Regions from separate parts of the Mus musculus genome. Here region 2 is linked to region 1. Evidence: chromatin contacts called from public HiChIP or PLAC-seq data. All regions are on one chromosome and are shown on one strand. Each heading gives the region's core, a stretch centred on a gene start, on an enhancer-like site or on the middle of the called end of the contact. The rest is flanking DNA. Distances are from core to core; before and after follow the strand shown. Region 1 overlaps Rbm20 (RNA binding motif protein 20). Region 2 overlaps Gucy2g (guanylate cyclase 2g).

Region 1 (3,499 bases), core at 915-3,414:
GATGCTGGGGTCCATTCTAGCACAGGAAAAACATAACTATTAATGGCAAAAGGCAGTCTTTCTTTTCAGCTCAAAGCACTGGATGGATGTGTGAGCTGACCCACTGTTGTGCCTCATACAATGTTAATATGAGGGTGGGTGGAGATGGCCTTGAGTTTCATTAATCTTGTTGCAGAGAGAGGTTTAGAGGATAGCTGTTAATTCTGTAGGGCTTGAATCTGTCCTTCAGACAATGAGCCCATTCTCCTCTTTTTCCTGCTCTTCAGGAGTATTCAAGTTGGTCTGCTTCTTTAAGCGGGTCCTTCCTTCAGCACCTCTCATTGTCCTTGTATGCTCCACTTGTTTAAATGATTTGTCTCAGTTGGAAGGACAATCAGGACTTGGAGCACCTTCCCCTGTTGTGGAAACTGAGTATGGCAAGCTCATTTTCTAAAAGAGGAGAAACTTCAAATGCTCCAGAAACTTAAAGCACGTACTATGTGGCACATGTCTTTAATGGCAGCACTGGGGAGACAGAGGCAGGAGAATCTCTGTGAGTCTGAGACTAGCCTGGTCTACATAGCAAGCTTCAGGATAGCCGGGGCTCTGTAGAGAGACTTTACACTTGATCTTAGCCAAAAGGCCGAGAAGTGATGTAAAGATACTTTAAACAATTCATTTAATACATAAATAAGTAAGTAAATAACTATAGGGATTGGGAGGACGGTTCTGTGAACATCCAGAGAGCACAGATACTCTGCTTTGCTAGCTTTTTATACAATTTTAGAAAAATGCTTTTACATAAGTTTATGGTCAGGCAAGCAAGAAAAGTGAAGACACAGCCTATATCCAATGACAGGATTAGATTTTTCACTTTGAAAGATTTGAATTAATTATCTCTTTGTTGAGTGTGTGAGTAAATTTATTTGGCTTTTAGAGAGAGACCTTTGCAAATAGTGGTGCTACAGTATCATTTAAGGAAAAGACAGGCAAGAACTTGCTATCCTCGGCACCGTCAGGGTTGCATGCTCATCTGTATATGAAGATGGCAAACTCCAAACAGACATAACCAACACAGAGAGTTTGGAGAGCTTCACTTTGTCCTCACACATGACTCAAACTCTTGTAAAGAGCTGTTTAATGGGTACTCTCCTTAGTCACTAAACATGGCAGTGTGCAAAGCATTGTGGGCACACAGACTGGTTCTCTCTAGGAATGAGAAACCACATTTGGATTGCTAAAATGGCCTCTCCACAGAGCTCACTCATCTTGTTCATTAGAGTTGGGTGAGAAGGATGATCGATCAGTTAATACTTAAAAAGTTGCAACAGAGAAGGCAGCCTGTCACAAGGCACTTATTTCACTAGCGGTTTTCACATGATAGAGTCGTGCGCTTGCATCAGGTGTAGTTCTCTTGTGCCTTGGGGCCTTGAGAACAATCCCCTATGCTCAAATATGTGGGTAAGACAAACAAGGAGCTGTTGGCACAAAAATCTAACTGATGCTAGGGGTGTATGTTGGTTGATAGAATACTCACCCCAATGCACAAAGTTCCAGGTTCTAGGCACATTAAGAACTAAGCATGGGGGATATACGCCCATGGCCCCAGCACTTAGGAGGTGCAAGCAAACACTTATGGTGGATCTTAGGCCATAATAAGTTTTAGACCATCCTGGGATACAGGAAACTGCATCTCTAAACAACCATCACCAACAACAAAATCTCTGGATGGTTATAGTGGTCTTTACATTTTTTTTCTTTTTTTTTTTCAATCATTTTCTTAGGGGTGGGGGCTATGGTGGGACTCAAACCTAAGGTGTCTTTGTACTAGGCAGACATTCTGCCTCCGAGCTAAGTGCCAGGATATCAACCTCTTGAGAAGTGACTATATTCCGAACAGCCTTATGTCAGGGTCGGCAGCCCACCTGAAGGGCAGAGTGGAGTTGGCTCATTGGTAGGCTGCGTGGCACTGCCCACTTCTGAAATAAGACAGCTGGAGCAGCTGTTGCTTTGGGAACATTGCTGTGTGGGCCTTTATCGTCCTTTCTGATGGTTATGATCACTTTGGATGTGAGCATTTTCATAAGCAACCTCACGGGTTCATTGTCACCTCGTCCTTGGTGAGCACATTGAAATGGAGTTATTGTGAAAGACTATCTAGTTGTCCGTTCACTCCATGAAGTGCCTGATGTGTTTCCCCGAACTGCTGGAGGCCACAGAGATAGGGTTGAAAGCTGTCCTGTGCCCTTCTGAGTGGTGGGGGATCTATTTTTAACTGGTGACAAATCTGTGTTCTGTCAAGTCAAGTCAACCAGGACTTTCTGGTTTTCTGTCCTTTTGTTGACAGCTATGTAGTTTAGAGCGATCACGAGGTGGCTGGAAGATAGCGCTGGCATTTAAACACCTAGATAGGAGGGGTACAATGGAATGTATTTTTTTTTTTTGTCTTGCCATTTTTGTTTGTAAGTCATTAGTAGTTCCTTACAGGAGGGGAAGAAGCTAGAAGAAACCCTGAGAGGATCAGATAGCTTCAGACTTAGAAGGCTTTGGGTGCAGGGCACTTTACTCATGAGGGCTTTTTTTGTTTGTTTGTTTTGTTTGTTTTTTTGAGACAAGGTATTTCTGTGTAGCCCTGGCTGTCCTGGAACTCACTCTGTCGACCAGACTGGCCTCAAACTCAGAAATCCACCTGCCTCTGCCTCCCAAGTGCTGGGATTAAAAGCGTGCACCACCACGCCCGGCTCTCATGAGGGCTGTTGGTGCTTACAAAGGAAAATGTGAAATCATAGAGAGAGATGACACAGCCTTGGGTCCTGGGAGGTGGGATAAAGCTAATGCGATCAATTTAGGGTCAAGGGCAAGATTTTTGAGTGTTGCATTAAGCATTAGTTAAACCTCACTCTCTAAGTGTCACATTTGCATAATGCTTTAGAGAGTCTTTGTTTTAAAAACACAATGATACAGCTGTGTGCAGGAAGAACTGCGGGCCGAGCGACCATTGAGATTCTCACCAGTACTACCTTTGCACCTTGTGCAAATCCCCACTGGTACCTTGTCACTACAGACCTAAATGCTCTGTACAGGCCCAGCCCTGTGACGCCACCCTGTCCTCGTGACACCACACTGTTCTTGTGATGCCACACTGTCCTCAGCCCAAATGATGTCCTTGTTTGTCCGCTGCCGGAGCTGAGGACTGAACCCAGGGCCTTGCGCCTGTTAGACAGGAACTCCAGCCCTGAGCTATGCCTATTGATTGGTTGCCAGGCTTGGGATTGAATTTTGCTTGCTAGTGTTAGGCATGACGTATCCATTGCCAAACTTAATGATCAACTGCTTGTTTGCAGCTCTGAGGACTGAACCCAGAGCCTTTGTGTGTTAGGCACGGATCTAGCACAGAGCTTCCTCCCCAGCCCTTTGCTTATGTGTTTACTAGTTTGGGGGCTTTAACTAGCATTCTTTTCTCTTCTGCAGAATGAATGGGGCAGGTCCATTACCTGCCTCACGGGCCTATGGGGAAGGT
Region 2 (3,368 bases), core at 573-3,072, 1.5 Mb after region 1:
GATCGTGTGCCAATGCTGCAAGTGTCAGCCATGTTTGACACAAACAGATTTTATTGCATAGCAAGCATCTTGATGGTTCACAGGCCAAACGCTACCCCCTACATGGAATGTGCCCCTTCCTAGCATACTCAGGACTGGTTCTTATAGTTATTTTGTGCTTTATGCCAACCCATTCTGAGACTTCCTTTTCCCAAAGAATAAGGGAGGGAAAATGTCTCCCATGGAATCTGAGTTAGTAGAAATGGGAGCGGGTGGACACTGAATTAAACCCTAGCTTTTCTTTTTACCTCCTCGTTGGTTTGTAGCTGAGAAAAACAAAACCAAAAATTTTTGTGGGAATTCCTAGTACTGGGAACTCAGAACAGCACAAGGTCCTGATGTCCACATGAGCTTCTGGGAGTCACACTTTATAGGCAAGTGGTTTTACTGAATGTGGACTTGGGCCGAAGGTGACGCTGTCATTCACTGCCTTGGGGAGCTCAGAGCTTCTTCTGGGCCCCATTGGAGATGGGATCCAGCTGGGGCATCAAAGAGGGTAAAGCCCCTCTGGAGGTGTACTTGGGATGCTGTGCTCCTGGGCGCCCTCCTCCCCCAGGGACCCTGAAAAGAACCATACCCACAATCTGAGCAAAACTCCCAAAGTTGACCTTTGTGAGTTCAGAAGGCTCTGACACTATAACACGATGATGTCATCTACAAAACCCATGCCTGAGAACTGAGTTTGTGTGTGTTTGCGTGTACATATATACCAGAAAATACCTCAGGCTTCACGTGAGTTTACAAGATTATGTTAGGTTGCATTTATAATTATCCTGAAATATGTGCAGCCCACAGGCCATGACTTGGACATTCCTGAGTGAATAGACTGACTAGAAGAATGTTAGAACTAGATCCCAGACTTCTGGTTCCCCCCACGGACAACATAATTAATCTTACAGAAGTGACCAGCAGTACCTGATTACTTTCTGAAAACTGTCATAATGAAGAAAGGGAAGGAAGAGGGACCTGTTTCCAGATTCCTGCAGAGCATAGACGGAGTAATCCACGTGCCTTTTCCCCTGGGAGTCCAAAAGCACAGGACCGGTGATTCCTGGAAAGAGAGGTTATACCAGGTGAGAGTAATGTGGCTCTCACAGCTGAACGCGGCAGCCCATCCCATCAAACATGATGCAAGGCTTTGCCATTTCACAGAACCTGAGCTAGGGTCAATACGAACACCAATGGACAGAAGATGTCTCAGAAGTGGGAGTTACACTGGGAAGGCAGGTGGACCTCTTTAGCTCCAAATTCAAGGCTCATCCAATGTCAAGAAGAAAAAAAAACCAAATGCTCAAAATTAAGCCAGCTTGCCTGCATTTCATCCAAAACTGCTTCCCATGAAATTAGAAAATGTACTGGAAGCTGAATGGCCAGAGGGCAGCAGCTGGCTGGGGATGAAGGAGAGACAGCTGCCTCTCTGGTCCCTGCCGTGCTGGCTACTCACCTCTAAGCATCCCTGAGACAGAGGATTGTAAAGGTCTGGGCCCTTCCTTCTGACTGTGGTGGGTGCTGAAGCTTTTGACAGGGTGCTCAGTTTCAGCAGGTTTGCTCGACCTGCTTGGTACATGCTAAACTCTGGTTATCAAGGAGAGACTTCGGAAAAGGGAAGAACACCTGTTCTACACCCCAAACCAGAAGCCATGCCCTGGCGTTAGGTTCCACTGAGGACAGAACAAAATATTGTCACGTATAAAGTAGCTTCTATGTGCCTGGCCCTGTGATCCTGTGATCTATGTCCCTGTGGCCCTAGAAAAGGGGTGACTCAGCCCTATCGCATGTGCCCTGGAGGCACAGGGTCCCAAGTCTTTCTTCCAGAGCCAAGGGAGGCAGAGTTGGCCCACAGTGCAGGGCTCTGAGGCCTGGTGCCCTTTTCTTTCTGTGATATTACACTGCCTTCCTTATTGTTCAGACATATACTAAAGGCAAGTCCCTTTTGGGTGTGGGGGGCATTATTAGAAGCTGTGTGTGAGAGAGAGAGTTCCCAGGGAGATGAAGATAAGAACAAGGATGAGGTTCAGGGGCCTCCTCATCCCCTGGTCAGGGAAACCTGAAGCAGTCAGGAAGCTCTAAGCCCATATGCCCTATGGAAAACTGGAATTGTGATGCGATCATAAATATTCATTAACAGAATGAGGCAGGCCTTTGAGGAAAACTATGACAGACATTCATCATCTCCAAGTCCACAGGGATGTGGCTAAGAAGCCTGAGCTCAAAGACCACCTTACCCTGCAGTGTGACCTGACCAGCTCTCAGGGTGCTAATCAGCTGCCGCCCATCCCGGAAGTCTTTCTCAGCCTTCCTCATTTCCTCCACAGTCTGAGCGTAGAGTAAGAGAGCATCGTGCAGGTAGGCAGAGTACGGGCTCACCTTCAACAAGAGAAGCAAACAAGGTGCGCACACCCCGAGCTCCCGCCACCCAGCTAGAAGAAATAATTTTCCATCCTCTGAGCACAGGACCAGCCCACGCCAGTGTGTGTGTGAGAAGGGAGGGAGCTACCTCACGCCCACACCGGATGATAGCAAACCTAGCTGTCCAAGTCTTCAGCTTTCCTTGTGGCCCCTTGTTTTCTAATTGGATCACATGCTCAGACCAAGAACGGCTCTAGAGGCTATCTGCTATTTGTGGGAAGAGGATGTGGCCTGGGTGGAAGACTCAGAAGCCAGAATGTCTGTCATTTGTCTGGCTGTGAGAGCAGAGTGAGTAGAGTGGGCTCAGCTCACTCATTTATAATCTGGGATGAAACAATTCGTGAAACATGAGTGTGGCTGGATGAGGCAGATGCCCACAGTAGTTCTTCAGTACCTGATGATTTAATCAACAAAACACACGTGCATACACGCATACACACCCCCACAAACACACACACACAAAACCACCTTTCCCCTACAGCAGCTGGAACAGAGAGATCCCTATAAATAACCATCCTTTCTCACACACGTACACACACACACACATACACACATACATACATACTCATACCTGTATATACATACACATATACACACACATACATTATACACTCACACATATATACACATTACACATTCAGACACACATAAACATACATACACACCCATATATGCACACACATACATTACAAACTCACACACATACACACAAACTCATAGATACACACATACACACCTATGTTAAACATTCACACACATAAATACACATATACATACACACACTCACACACACATGCATACACATATATACACATGTGTACACACATACATAAACACACATGCACACACAGGTATGCACACACAGGTACACACACACACTATCATCACAGTCGGGTTTACAGTCTGACTCTCATTCCTCA

Evidence for each region. HiChIP or PLAC-seq counts read pairs in DNA pulled down with a chosen protein or histone mark.
Region 2: a contact with region 1 is called in an H3K27ac HiChIP or PLAC-seq map of trophoblast stem cells, with 11 times the contacts expected there. The contact joins two enhancer-like sites. A contact is called at or near these places in 2 of 39 promoter capture datasets (maxillary cranial neural crest and pre-B cells), 4 of 115 datasets of contacts at active chromatin or transcription factors (embryonic stem cells, extraembryonic endoderm stem cells, pancreatic cancer cells and 1 more) and 2 of 9 other capture datasets (embryonic stem cells and embryonic trunk).

Annotation. Positions count from the first base shown.
Region 1 is chr19:53,714,432-53,717,930 of GRCm38.p6, forward strand. All of the region lies in intron 1 of Rbm20 (RNA binding motif protein 20), which reads left to right. Among named protein-coding and RNA genes, the nearest start is that of Gm30943, 38 kb to the right of the region's middle. RefSeq lists an enhancer at 1,138-3,015. Within about 2 kb of position 2,165, at least 13 of the 459 cell types and tissues checked have an H3K27ac peak or open chromatin away from gene starts, as enhancers often do. A contact at or near this core is called in trophoblast stem cells, where this site is marked.
Region 2 is chr19:55,228,754-55,232,121 of GRCm38.p6, forward strand. It overlaps Gucy2g (guanylate cyclase 2g), which reads right to left. Exons shown (of 21, transcript NM_001081076.3): 5 at 2,265-2,406; 6 at 955-1,090. Among named protein-coding and RNA genes, the nearest start is that of Gucy2g, 11 kb to the right of the region's middle. Within about 2 kb of position 1,823, at least 16 of the 459 cell types and tissues checked have an H3K27ac peak or open chromatin away from gene starts, as enhancers often do. A contact at or near this core is called in trophoblast stem cells, where this site is marked.